Linked DNA regions of Mus musculus: regions 2 and 3 are each linked to region 1. A link is a contact called in public promoter capture Hi-C data. All regions are on one chromosome and are shown on one strand. The core of a region is the stretch at or near the end of the contact, and the rest is flanking DNA. Distances in the headings are between cores, read along the strand shown. Region 1 holds the start of Pdia4 (protein disulfide isomerase associated 4). Region 2 holds the start of D030074P21Rik (a long non-coding RNA gene). Region 3 holds the start of Tmem176b (transmembrane protein 176B).

Region 1 (4,492 bases), core at 1,229-3,728:
CATACCCACCTGTAACTCCAGTTATGGGAGTTCTAACCCTTTCTTCTGGCGTCCTCAAGTAACCAGGCATGTAAGTAGTGCATAGACATACATGCAAGTAAAACTCCTATGCACGTAAAACAAGATAAAAATAAAAATGAGGGGCTAAAACTGGGTCTGGTGACACATACCTTTAATCTCAGCACTTGGAGGCAGAAGCAGGTAGATCCCTAAGTTCCAGGCCAGCCTGATCTACGGAGTGAGTTTCAGGACAGTCAAGGCTACATAGAGACATCCTGTCTTGAAAATCAAAACCACTCTTTCCGCCATCTTGGCACCTGTGGAGGCCTGCTGGGAACAGGACTTCTAACAGCAAATATGTCTGGAAGGCTGTGGTGCAAGGCCATTTTTGCTGGCTACAAGCGAGGTCTCCGGAACCAAAGAGAGCACACGGCTCTTCTTAAAATTGAAGGCGTTTATGCCCGAGATGAAAAGGAGTTCTACTTAGGCAAAAGATGTGCTTATGTGTATAAAGCAAAACACAATACAGCAACTCCTGGAGGTAAACCAAACAAAACCAGAGTGATCTGGGGAAAAGTCACTCGGGCCCACGGAAACAGCTGTATGGTTCGTGCCAAATTCCGAAGCCACCTTCCTGCAAAGGCCATTGGACACAGAATCCGTGTGATGCTGTACCCATCCCAGATTTAAACTAATGGAGAGTAAATAAATAAAAGTAGATTTGTGCTCTTGTAAAAAAAAAAAAAAAGAAAAAAGAAAAAAAAAAGAAAAAAGAAAAAAAAAAAAAAAGAAAATCAAAACCAAATAACCACCACCACTACCACCAATAACAAAACCAAAAAGCAAAATCAAACAAACATAAAACCAAACAAGACCCCAAAAAACAAACAACAAACAAAACAAACACACGTGAGAGTCTAGAGCACCCACTTTTTAGCTCCAGAAAATCTGATGCCCTCTTCTGACCTCTGAATACATCAGGCATGTATATACACATAAACACTCTTACAGATAAAATAATAAAAGTTAAAAGAAATGGAGCTATTTTTGTTTTATGTTGGAGGAGAGGTCATAGGTTTGTGTGTATCTGGTTTTGTTTGTTTTGAGACGAGGCATTACTCTCTTGTCCAGTTTAGCTTTGAATTTCTGGGCTAAAATGATCTGCTTTAGACTCCAAAGTAGTTGAAACTACAGAAAAGAATTATATCAGAATAATAAAAAAGGTAGAACCATCACTGAGTTCTACAGAAAACACAAGAGACTGCAGTAATCTCTTGTGGTTTAACCTAGATAGAATCAATCATAAACCTCATGAATCCAGAGCATGTAGGTTGTGTGCCTGTCTAGTCTTAATTTAGTTTTCAAAACATATAATCTGAACTTCTGGCTGTGGACATGCATGCAGGAATTGTCACAGATACACTAGTAGATAGACAATCCCAATGGACTACTTCTCTAGAGAGAGATCTGCAGGAGTAAAGGAAAACACATATTCAAATTGGCCTAGGAACCTAGCCTAATAGTGCTAAAATGACAACCCAGGGGAGTAGTGATAAATACAGCTCATTTTCTCCTCCTGTATACATCAGAAAATATTGCAGGACTCTCTAAGATTTATTTATTTAGCCTCATTTGTCTTCTACGTCATATCATATGTTAATCCACAGGTGCTAACCCTAATGCCAGTACAGCTTTCTTTTCTGACATGCAAACCTAGTTTCTTTTCCAAAACACTCACGGTTATTTCTAGATCTAAATCACTAGATTGGTTATCTCTCTCTCTCTCTTCAGAAAAATCATAATACAAGGCAACGTTCAGACAAGACTCTGACTTATAGACTTAGTCATGGAGTCCAAGTTGTAATTTTTCTTTTCTTTCTTTCTTTCTTTCTTTCCTTTCTTTCTTTTTTTTTTTTTTTTGCGACAGGATATCACTAAAAGTCATGGGTCTCTGCCTCCACAGACCTGGAGTCAGCCCACCCAGCTCTGAAACAACTAATCTATTTCATATACCTCTCCGAACCTAGTATCTAGGAAAGAAACTCAAACTTTTATATGCTCAACAGAAAAAACAAGAAGCCAAAGAACAGGGGAACAGAGGCGGGATCTCTGATCTCACTTTTTCCCAAAAGTTCTGTCCTCTTTAGTTTCCTGCACAAGGACAGCCTCAGACGGACGAGCCTACACATGCACCCCACCATTTCCTTGAGTTTCTTACACGTGTTCTTCCTGCCAAGCTTGGCCAAAGGGAGCTGACCTCCCAACCAATCCCTCCCCTCGGAGTGCTCAAGCCCCGCCTCCCTGTGCAGGGCTGGTTGCCTTTGTTCTCCCCCGCACTCTTTCCGGACCTGGGCGCTCCAAGCAAACCGAGTGGCAGCCCGTGATTGGTGGTCGCGGCACAGCCAATCAGAAGGGGGCACCTCACACTAGGGCTCGGAGTTTTAAACGCGGAGCTGAGGGGCGCGCCCGCGCGGAGGGCTCAGGCAGCGGGGCGGGGCGGTGTAGGCGGGGCGCCACGGCTCTCGCCCTGATTCGTGCGGGGATTGGACGGGCCGCGGCTTCCTTACCTCCAACCAATCACCGGCCTGAACTTCCTGGAGGCTTTGGTGCGCTCCGGCGTCGCTCGGGAGGTCGGCGAGTGCTCTGCGGTGGCCGGTGTCTGCAGGCCCAGCTCTGCACCCAATCATGAAGCTCCGGAAAGCTTGGCTGTTGGTCCTGCTCTTGGCGCTGACACAGCTGCTGGCTGCTGCGAGCGCCGGAGATGCACACGAAGGTGAGCGGGAGGGCGGGTCGGAGGAGCAGCTCGCGTGGGTTGCAAACCTTGCTGGGGCCTGACAGGGTGCTTCGCTCACACCCCTGCGGAATTAGTGACCCGGTAGCAACGAACTTAATGGAGTTTCAGTGTAGGGCCGAATCTAGGGGTGTGGGCCTCTTTAGTTCCTACCTGAGACTAGGACACGGAGGGACGTGCCGAGTGCCTGGTTCGCAGCTCGTCTCTTTACCCTCACTACTGAGATTTGCCCCTTTGTTGAGTAAAATTTTCTGGAGAATACTCTCGTTTCCAAAACCGGTTTTAGAAAACGGAGGCGGGATGGCCGCTAGTAGGACCTGGAAGAGGCAGTCGCAGATACTGGGCATCTATATCAAGAAGTAGAAATAACTCAGGCTTTGTTTTCGTCTTTTATGGAAACTGGAGCTGCCGTATACAAGCATTTTATTCAGCGCCTTTTTTTGCCAGTCGCTGCACTGTGTTTTGAAAGTCGAGGCTGGTGGTGCATGTATTCTAGTAGGAACAGTATGTGTAACTCATAGACGTTATGCCCGCACCCTTTCTTCGAAATCCTCTACCGAAAACATAAAAACTTTGAAAATAGGAAGTACTAGTTAACGTTGTTCCTAGAGAACGGGTCTGATCGACACCTTTCCCTTCTAACCACTAACTTGTTGCCTACTAGGTTTAGTCTAATATAAACAAACCCCATTTTTAAAGTTTAGTGTGGAGGGGGAATGTGAACTTTATACTCCTAGGTTGAGTAAGATTCCTGTGGATCATTGATTTATGAGTCTTTGCCCAGGTAGGAAAGAGTAGAAATGAAGAGACTGCTGAAAGGGGCCAACTATCCGTCCTACCTATGAGTATATCTTGGCACTTTTGTCCAAACTGACTGAGGGCTCATTTCTTATAGAGACCCAAAATACATTGAAACAGAAAGAGGGCAGAGTCTTCATTTTAAGCAAATTTTTCACTTTTCAAAGCAGAATAGGCTTTGTGGGGGACACATGAAAGTTTGAGAACCAGTGTAGTTTGGTGTATGCTTTAAGAACGTGTTAAAAACTACACGGTTGTGAGACAGTGGTCAGTTTTAGGGTGATGTATGTTTGTTTGTTCAAGATGGGGGTCTCATTATGTAGCTTGGAGCTCATCATGTAGACCAGGCTGGCCTTGAGCTCAAGAGCTCTGCCTGCCTCTGGGCAGGGGTTAAAATGCCAGGAAGTGTGAAAAGTGTGACTTCTTGAGAGGCCTGGGTGAGTGGATTTCAAAGGTTGTTTAGACTAGCCAGTGGTATATCTTTTGGGTCACTGGTGCTGTCTCTGGGGGAGTGTTTGCTCTTGGTGAACCCAAGAATCCCTGGGGTGTCTGGGCCAAAGACAGCCCTCTTAGGCTAGGTTCTCAGGTTTGGTAGGGCTGGCAGTGTGGTTTAGTGATATATCAGTTACCTACCATGTGCAAGGTATTGCACTGCAAAGGGAGGCAGAATGCAGTTTCACTCATTGTGCTTGGTCCATACTAAGTATCATCTCTCCTGATTGAGCACTAGTTAACGTTCTGGTTTTTGTTGTTGTTGTTCTGTTTTTGTTGTTGTTGTTCACTCTTTACTGTTTGAGTTTGGCCTAATGATTGTTTGTTCAGCCAATACTAGCTCCTCGGCAAGGTGGAGTGTGGCCTTGCTGAAGAAGTAAGTACCAGTGCCTGGCCTGGTCAGGGATGCAG
Region 2 (4,492 bases), core at 901-3,400, 1.4 Mb before region 1:
CCCGGGGCCCTCGAGGGGAGCGGCGCTCTGCCCCCGGGTTCTACTTTCCCCGGTCATCAGAGCCACCGACTGAGTTCGAGATTGTCATTCAGATTTCGTTGTTAAGTGACCCATTTTTTAAAAATCGAATGGTTACAAACTACGGTAACTGCAACCGCGGGACCCCCTAACCGCTTCCTCATCTTAAGGAAAAAGGATCGTTCGTCTGACCCTCCCGAGGCTCGGACCCTTTGGAAACTCGCCGTGCCCATCGCGCCTGGCGCCGGCTGCAGCGGCTGGACGCTCTCCACCCCCTCCCCGGCTCCGGCTCCGGCTCCAGCTCGGGGTCCCTCCTCGCCCAATCTCGCTTCCCCTCCCCCTCTCGCTTTTTTTTTTTTTTTTTTTTTTTCTCTTTCCTCCGAAACCCACTCTAATTGAGGCGCTGGGATTCCTCACGTGAGACGTTGATTTGTAGTTTGAACACGTGGCTCATTCAAAAAGCCGGACACTCGGAGCGGCTGCCCCCGCCCCGCTCCCCTCGCCGCTGCCAGTCACCCCTCGGGGTTTTTTTTTTTTACGGGGAGGCGGCGCCTGCCCCACGTAGTGTGATATTTTCACAGCCCGCTGGCCGCTGCCAAAGGGGTTGGGGAGGAAGAGACAAAAAGTAGTTTCCCCCCGCGCCTCCTCCTTTCTCTCGCTAATCCCGCCTCCTCCCCAGAGTTAGGAAGACTCGACGCTGGGCTCGTCGCTAGGCTTTTTCTTTCTCTCTTTTTTTTAATACCCAGAAGAGGAAAAAGGACCCTGGGATCTGGTTTTCGCCCGCCGCTCCCGTGCTTGGGTCACTGTGTGGGTTTGAAAGCCAAGAGGAGAGGAACAAAATCCACCGGCTCCATCCTCCGCCGTGGGTGCTTTTTTTAATTTAGCATTTTCCTCGGGTTTTAAAACGACCCCTTTTCACAATGAACAAATTGTACATCGGGAACCTCAGCGACCACGCCGGCCCCGCGGACCTGGAAAGTGTCTTCAAGGACGCTAAGATCCCGGTGGCGGGCCCCTTCCTGGTGAAGACGGGCTACGCGTTCGTGGACTGCCCGGACGAGGGCTGGGCCCTCAAGGCCATCGAGGCGCTTTCAGGTGGGGCCCGCGCGCGTGGTCGGGGCCTCCCCGTCTCCGCAGCTGCCATCCGGGACCCCGCTTGCGGGGCGGGTGGGGGTGGGGAGGGGGACGCGCTGTCAGTCGCGGGGCGCGGCGCGGCGCGTGCTGCAGGCCGGGCCAGGCGGGCCTTGGGGCCCAGCGTGGACGCCCGCCGGGCCCTCTGTCTGGTCGCTGTCCCCCAGCCGTAGAGAACAGAAAGTGGCCTGAGCCTACGCCCGGGGGGAGGCCGCGTCCAGGCGGTCCCGCTCCACGCCGCCGCGTCCACCTCGCGGGGTCGTTAGAGCGAAAGGGGCAGGTGGGCGGCGGCGGCCGGCTGTTGCCAGAACGGCAGCCCTGCCACGCGCGGCGCCGCAGTCCCGGCCCGTGCGCGCAGCCGCGGCCCGGGTGTCTGAGTGCGCTCTGCCTGGATGCCCGAGGGGAGAGCAGCTGTCCGTGCCTTTCGGTTTCCACCGTCCCCAGCTGGACTCGAGGCCGGCGCCTTGATGGGTCAGCGCGCGTGGACCAGCACCCCGGCCGCCCAATCTCCTCCTGGCACCCTGGCTCTTTAATCCCATCGCCCAGTGCTCCAGGCCAACCTGGATGTGGACCAGAAAGAAGGCCGCGCGCCCCCATGGCAGGCTGTTTGTTGGGGGTGTGTCTCTTGCAGACCTTGGGGTGCGGGGTGGCCCTTGGAGGGGGTCAGGAGGCGAAAATTGCAACCCAAGTGGTGAGCCTGACTCTTGCTCTCCCTCCCCAGCTTTCTGCAAGTTAAAAAGCCACACCCACCCGAAGGGTCAGCTCTGCACCCTCTCCTTGCCCTGCTCCTCCCTTGTCCTTGAGTCGGGTGGGAATCTTGGGGCCCTGCTGAGGTCACTGAAGCAGGGTGTGTTTTCTCTTAAAGACTGTAGATTTCAAGGTGGGGAAAGCTGCTGAATTTAGCCCGTCGTCTTGCCTCTTGTGTGTTCACAGGTAAAATGGAACTACATGGGAAACCGATGGAAGTTGAGCACTCGGTCCCTAAACGGCAGAGGTGAGCGGATTTACCCTTTTCTGGCCGCTTTTTAGGGAGGAAGCACAGAACACAGATGCAAACTCGGACCCTTTGGCTTACACGCTGGGGCCACGGTTCAGCTAGCTCTTTTTCTGCTTGCCTTTAAGTTTATGGCAGGTGTGTGTGCGCGCGCGTTGATAATTCTGGGACGTAAATGGGGGCTTGCCTGCGGCCCCTGCTTCTGGGTTATTGTTGCTGTTTTAAAAGCCTGTCAAGGAAGCTCTCACAGCTACATGTTCTTGGCAGAGCAGGTTTAGGTCTCAACTGGCAGCCCGAGTTTCAAAAGCCAATAGTCTTTGGGAACCTACGGGATTTAGAAGACAGGTCCAGGACAGATGTGGAGAAGCTGGTCCGCCGTGGTGGGCGCTTCTAATACAGGAGGAGGAACACAGTTGCTTTTGCCCTGGTTCACTGGCCAGCCAGCGGCCATTGGAACACAGTGAATGCTGGGGTCCTGGGGCCTTTCAAACACTCCAAAGTTGTTTTTTTTTTTTTGTTGTTGTTGTTTTTTTTTTTCCTAACAGTGCCTTTGTTCCAGCTCCTCCTGTCCCTTGGTGTATTTTGCTTACAAATAATCACCAAGAGACGGTGAAGGCTGGGGGAATCTGCAACTTCACTGAGATTTCTCTTCTATGAGAGCATCTGTAGCTGTCACTTTACAAAATATTTGCAGGCTATTTTAGCTACTGAAGCTTTTTGGAGAAGCGCCCCCCTTCCCCTCCCTCCCTGCCCTCCCCCCCCCCCCCCCCCCCCCCGACTCTGTAACTCTTAACTGGAAAGACTGAGGTTAGCCTGCTGGGTTTTGCAAGGTGGGGTTAGGGTTTCTGGCTGGCTTTTCAGTCTTCCCCCATTCCTAACCTGGAGCAAACAATAAGCCTGAAGTTAATTCAAACCAGGGCTGTGTGTATCTGGTTAAGTGTTTCTGAGAGTGTGCTCTGGGGGACAGAGGGATTTGCCCTGCAGAGACAGAGGGCAAGAATGCTGTGTGACTGTTTTGAATGAAGCTCTCTTCCACATGAATCACTTCACACTCCTCGTTTTAGAAATAAACTAGTGTGGATACTTGTAGGTTCCTTTTTAAGTCCTTGTTTAATTTCGCCTAAGATAATTGGAAAGATATTTGTGTAACCAGATTTAGGTCTATTTTGATAAGGGTCAAGTTATTTCATATAGTAGAATGTAGTCTTTTATTATTTTTGTTTACTCTTCTAAAGTAGATGTGGATAAAAAGTATCAAACTGATCTTGGTTTCATAGGAATTTAAACAATTGAGGCACAACTCATTTGCCCTTAAGAAGTTTAGAGACCTAGCCTGTGAATCAGCCATTTTGGAAAAACGAACCTTATTGCACACATGCTAGTTGGTTTCATGTTTATCCAGTGTGTCTTAGTGCTTGTCCCTCCGGCCCCCTTCCCGTCACTCCCCTCTCCCCCCCAATCTTTCAAGGGGTTGGTTTATGCAGGCGAGCACTCTACCACTTGAGGCACACCCTTAGCTCTTGGTTTTTAAATCCACTGTAGAATTAAAAGTAAGCAATACAACAAAACGAAGAGCTGGTGTTGTACCCTATTAGTAGAATGATTGCCTAGCATGCCAGAGGCCTTCCACTCCAGAATCCTTGGGCAGGGCAAATGATTATAATTAACAAAGGGACTGTTGTGAATTTAAAACATTAAATGTCTTTTTAAATTTAAAAACATTAAGTGAGTTTTTCAGCTCCAGCTAATGGGTTGACCTCAGTTTGCTGTATCCTCTGTTTTTTATTTTTGAAGTTAATGTCTTCCCATGTGTGGAGAATTAATTTAGGAACTTGGGTAACAACTGCTAGTCTTCCTCCTAAAGCTTTGCTTATGCTGGAAACAGTTACTTGTTACTGTTTGAATTGCAGGGTTCCTCTTTTGGAAGACTAGGAGATAGTAACAAGTGGGGGCAAATGTTTACTGGACGCTTGCTTCTTCAGTTTATTAATAACAACAGAAGCTTTTCCTGCCCTGGCCCCCCACCCCACTACCAGAATGCGTAGGGTTTTAAATGTGGTCTTACTAGCCAGTGACGTAGGCCTTACAGGTAGAGTGAAGTGAGCTGACGGAGTACCTTTCTGTTTTTCTGACTTGGGAGCAGTTGAGTGCTAGAAATCCTTTACTGAAGTGTTTTGCATAAAGACTTCTGTGTCTCTCTGGAAACTTTAGTGTTCATCTCCATTATAGTTTAGTTTTCACTGACCCTTGAAGCTGTGCAGTTCTTCTTATCTGGACCCTTCCATCATTTCACAGGCTCTGGAAGAGCCAGGAAGTGACCTGGCCCCTATGTGCGCACTCACCCACCTA
Region 3 (4,492 bases), core at 609-3,108, 1.0 Mb before region 1:
CTTTAATCTCTCCTCTCAATACATATGTTTTGCTGTTCTGAAAGTGTGGGTCTATCAGAAAGTCCTTTGTACCTATGACATAACCAGCTCAACCTAACCAGCTGTCGTTAAATACAATAGCACTCTTCTGACAAAATTCATCCCTGGATCCCCATAGGATGAGCATAAGGAAGTAAGAGAGCCAGAAGACAATGCTTCCTGCCTGATGCACTCCGCTTTCCCTGTCTTGAGGCAGGCATTAGAGGTAGATAAGCCCTGAGAGCCTTAACTGTTGATGACTACTGATGGCAAGGAGCTTCTGTCAGCCTGCTGGGAGAAGCATGGGACAAGAGACAAAGCTGACCTGCAGCTGCACAGGCGACCATTTCATCATTTGTCATGTACACAAGCACCAGACTGGCTTACTTAATTCAGGTCTTGTTTGGCTACATACTCTGGGGTGCCACATCAATGGTGGTGGTGGAAGGGAAGCAAAGGGACCGCCATCCCTGTGCTCTCAGACAGCCCTGGACCTTCATGATGCCACACTCACCACGATCCCAGTCCAGAAGGGGGCGCCTTCGGAATACATGGCTAAATAATGGCCTATGTAGAGGGTTCCACCCAGAACCACACTCAGAGCCCCCAGCACAGTCTGCACCACCTGGAAGAGAGAGGACTTGAAACACAGCTCTCCAGCAGCAGGGCTACCTGTTAGCTGCAACTGTCTGTACACACAGACAAAATCAACTCAATGTCTTAGGAGGACAGATGTATAGAGGAGGCCAGAGGAAAATATGGCCCAAATGAGGGTCCCTCCCTGGGCCCATCAAGCACGTAGCTACTCTCACCCAGGAGGCCACCAGCACTCTGCTGCTGCCCTGGCTCTGGGTGGAAGCGGATGCTGGAATCCTTAGCAATGAGCATCCGGCCAGCAGAAGTTTGGCCAGAGCAGACTCCTGGTGGATGTGCACATCAATGTGGGTGGGTTGTGGAGCCTCAGGGTCCACCTTGCCGACGACTGCAGTCTCCATGTCTGTGGACATCGTCTGTGAGGGAGAAAAGGAAAAGCAGGAAGAAATATTTGGCAGATGTTTCAGAGGCGGCTTGGAGTTGGGGGCTAACAGAGACACAGAATGGCTGCCCCTGGCTGTGGAGCTGTATCTTCAGCTCTTTTGGAGGGTTGTCTGTCAGGGAAGCCTGATGCTGGAGTACCCGCTTCACCCCACATTTGCTTTGTGCCCCACTGCCATGGTCTTCAGGAGCCTGATGTTTGGATCAAGCAGAACGCACACAACCTATCTCTTCACCCAACCTCTGATTGGATCTCTTCTCCCCAGCATTTTCTGAATCCAGGTCAGAGGCCAAGCCCCTTAAACAGTGTCCCCCTCTAACTGCCCCATAAGCTTCTGTTGCAATTATCTCTTCCCTACCAGGGTCCCAGGGACCACCTCACCCAGACGCCACCATCTCCTTGGATGAACGACAAGCACTGACTGACCCTGTCCCCACAGAATTGAGTGGTAGAGATGGAGGCCATACCTGTCCCTGGAGGCACACCCCAGTGTGTCCACTCCCCTAGCAAGCTCGCAGGGCGTCAGACTGGATGGATCTGGATGGACTGGGAAACGAGCTATGCTAAAGTGATGGTGGGCTGTCTTACCTGATTCCTCTGGGACCGGGGAAGTGTGCAGCAGGGAAGGCCAGAGCTCACACAGAGGCGCTGGCAGTAGTTGAGAACTTCAGCCCTGGCAGGAGGAAGAACCTGGGTGGGAGCCAGAAGGGGAGGGGGAATGGGCAGACCTCAACACTTCCTGGCAGGCAGCTGGGACTGAGGGCCCCTTTAGGGGTTTTCCAGCAGGCAGCTCCTCACTGGGCACTGGAGAGCTGGAGAAGGTGGGCGAGGTAAGAGCTGGGGTTGGCACTGATTGTTCCTGTGGAATCCTTTGATTGCACAGTGCTCTCTCTCCCAGTCAGGGATAGAGCTTTCTGAGCAGGTGCTGGCCTGTGCCACCTTGGGTGTATGAGTGTATCTGTGTCACCTGTATCCCTGCTCCAGCAGGCCTGATCATCTACTCCTGATGGACCCCCCTCAAGTGGGGCCCTTTCCTGTCAGCTACTTGCTGGCAAACTGAGAGACTCCATGTCAGGCCCCATCCCTCCACCCCCTTCTTGCTCTCCTCTCTCTGGGGTCAGCTTTAAGCCAGCTCCTCCCAGACCTCTCAGTTCCAGCCCCACCCATCGCAGAGGACAGCAGGTGAGACAGGACCCTTCACGGCCCCTTGGTAGCCCCCTTTTGAAGCATAGGGTTCCTTCTTCTCTGGAAGAGTCTCCAAGTCTACTCCTCAAGCTCCATCTTGGCTCAGGATGCTTCTCCTTCCTTCTATCTCTGCTTTCCTGTAGGACTCTGGGGAGGGAGGGATGTGTTGGACAGAGGATGTGACTCTGGAAACAGGGCTGAGGCTGGGGAGGTCAGAGTCTGGCTTTACCTTCCATAGTTATCAGTGCCTCACGCCTGCGTTCTAAGAGCAGGGCCTTTGAGACCACGCAGAGGTGGGACAGCTGTGGGGACACGGGGTGTTCTTTTTCTTTGTTTCTGAACACTGGGAGGAGGGATATCAGAGAGCCACTATCTGGAGCGGTGCCAGAAGTGGTGAGAGGCTTCTTGGTGCCTAGGGCTTTAGTTCCTGCTCTGCAGAGGAAGCAGAGGGATTCTGGGTGGCCAGGGCAGGGATAGCACTGGGGGTCTAGAGGGGGCCAGCACCCAGACAACTGAGACTTTATTCCTGGAACCTCAAGGGAAGGTGTGAACCTGAGGCCTTCATTTGTGTTTCTCTTCGTCCCTCCTGAAAAGTTGTCAGACTCCTGTGCTTTCGGCTCTGAGGTGCACGGGTGAGTGGAAGGTGCTCCGTGGCGTGGGGGAGAACATGAAGGGATGCAAAGGGAAGTGACTGGAGTGGCCGTCAATATCCAGTCAGAACTGATGCTTAACCAGACTGCCCAGGAGAGCCACTGGGCAGAACTTCTTTTGGACAGAGGCAAGCCATCAGAGGGGCTAAATGGTTGTTATAAGCCCATAACAGGAGACAGTGGGAAGCTGTGTTAAGCTCTGTGCTGATTAGAATGGAGGCCACGCTGAGGAAGTAATCAGGCAGAATATGAAGACCTCATGGGCCTGCCTGAGGCCCTATGGAAACTCGGAACAGTGGTTTTATTCAGTGGGAGAAAAGTAATATATACCACAGACCACAGTAGAAACTGTTTTTCAGAAATTAATACCTGGACCAGCACCATAGGTCCTTGCCTCTGTATCTACCAAATTATGATATACAGTCCAAAGATCAACATCTTTTTTAAAATTACTGCATGTTTGTAATTTAAACATGCCTGTTCATGTGGGTGTGTGACTAGGGGTGCATATTGCCGGTCGTAATTTTCAGATATAAAAGAACTTCTATGAAAAAAATCAGGACATGTGAGGAGGAGGAACTCACAAAAGCATAAACTAAAAAATGCCTTTCAAAACAAATAGCCAGCCAGCCACTGAAACGGTGAGAGAACCAAGCTGGAGAGCCAGGGAAGAGGCTTTATGTGGGGAGAGTCCTGGGGAATCGTTATTTTTATTTTTCAGACAGGATCTCATTGTGTATACCTGGCTGACCCAGAACTTGCTATGTAGTCCAGGCTATCCTCCAACTCACAGAAATCTACCTGCCTCTGCCTCCAGGGTGTTGTGTTTAAAGGTGTGTGCCACCACACATGGAGGGAACTTTTTACAATACACACATTCCTATGCCTTGATTGTAGCTGTGTTTGGATGAAGATAGACATTTGTCAGACTTCAAGATAAGCATTGAAAATGGAGCAAGTGTTTGCATTAAATGAAAACCTACAATAGAATGTGATATCTCTTAGGTAAGAAAGCAGAAGTAGCTGGCACACTCCATGGAGGTTGGGGGAAAGCCGCTCCATTCTTGGATGAAACGCCTATGTGGTCATTGCTACCACATCTGCTGGGGGCGGGGGGGGGGGTGTCACTGACAACAGCCACTAAAATGCATTATTCTTTCCACCCTGGTTGTCATACAAAGGGGTTGGAAATAACCTGCGTGCCTGTCAATAGGATACTCTTTCAATATTATGACACACACACACACATAGGGGTACTATGCAGTCATACAAATGGAAGCTTTGGATAGACTGGTGTTTTGTGTGTCTCTGTGTGTGTGTGTAAACTCAGGTTCCTTTTCGTCCCACTGAGTGAGACCAAGCCAAGCTATGTTAGGCAGCCTTATGTTACTGTGAATAAAGCAACTTGAAGGAGGGTTGATTTATAGGTTTGTTGGCATGGATTGCTGTTTTTGATGTTTTGAGCTGAGATAAGGCCATTGCTCTGGGCCGCAGGCAAGGCAAACACAAAGGAAGAGGGACTGTGTCCTAGAGGCTGCTTGCCTCAAGGTGGTAAGGAAAGAAAGACAGAGGGAAGAGGGGAGAGAGAGGAGGGAGGAATGAC

Evidence for each region. Promoter capture Hi-C pulls out the DNA fragments that hold promoters and counts their contacts.
Region 2: a promoter capture Hi-C map of pre-B cells shows a contact between it and region 1, with 4 times the contacts expected there. The contact joins the promoter of D030074P21Rik here to the promoter of Pdia4 in region 1. A contact is called at or near these places in 5 of 39 promoter capture datasets (the 3T3-L1 cell line, the HPC-7 cell line, embryonic stem cells and 1 more), 1 of 484 Hi-C or Micro-C datasets (embryonic stem cells) and 2 of 115 datasets of contacts at active chromatin or transcription factors (embryonic stem cells and stem cell-derived neural progenitor cells).
Region 3: a promoter capture Hi-C map of liver shows a contact between it and region 1, with 2.8 times the contacts expected there. The contact joins the promoter of Tmem176b here to the promoter of Pdia4 in region 1. A contact is called at or near these places in 2 of 39 promoter capture datasets (both in liver).

The regions. Positions count from the first base shown.
Region 1 is chr6:47,811,498-47,815,989 of GRCm38.p6, reverse strand. Pdia4 (protein disulfide isomerase associated 4) reads left to right here and starts at 2,478. Exons shown (of 10, transcript NM_009787.2): 1 at 2,478-2,773. The coding sequence starts at 2,686. It also overlaps the pseudogene Rpl35a-ps7 and a transcript of Zfp786 not described here.
Region 2 is chr6:49,210,918-49,215,409 of GRCm38.p6, reverse strand. D030074P21Rik (a long non-coding RNA gene) reads left to right here and starts at 2,150. Exons shown (of 2, transcript XR_869057.2): 1 at 2,150-4,492. It overlaps Igf2bp3 (insulin-like growth factor 2 mRNA binding protein 3), which reads left to right and starts at 456. Exons shown (of 15, transcript NM_023670.3): 1 at 456-1,113; 2 at 2,083-2,143. The coding sequence starts at 939.
Region 3 is chr6:48,838,740-48,843,231 of GRCm38.p6, reverse strand. Tmem176b (transmembrane protein 176B) reads left to right here and starts at 1,858. Exons shown (of 7, transcript NM_001164207.1): 1 at 1,858-2,236. Tmem176a (transmembrane protein 176A) reads right to left here and starts at 1,749. Exons shown (of 7, transcript NM_025326.4): 1 at 1,643-1,749; 2 at 831-1,028; 3 at 533-643. The coding sequence starts at 1,025.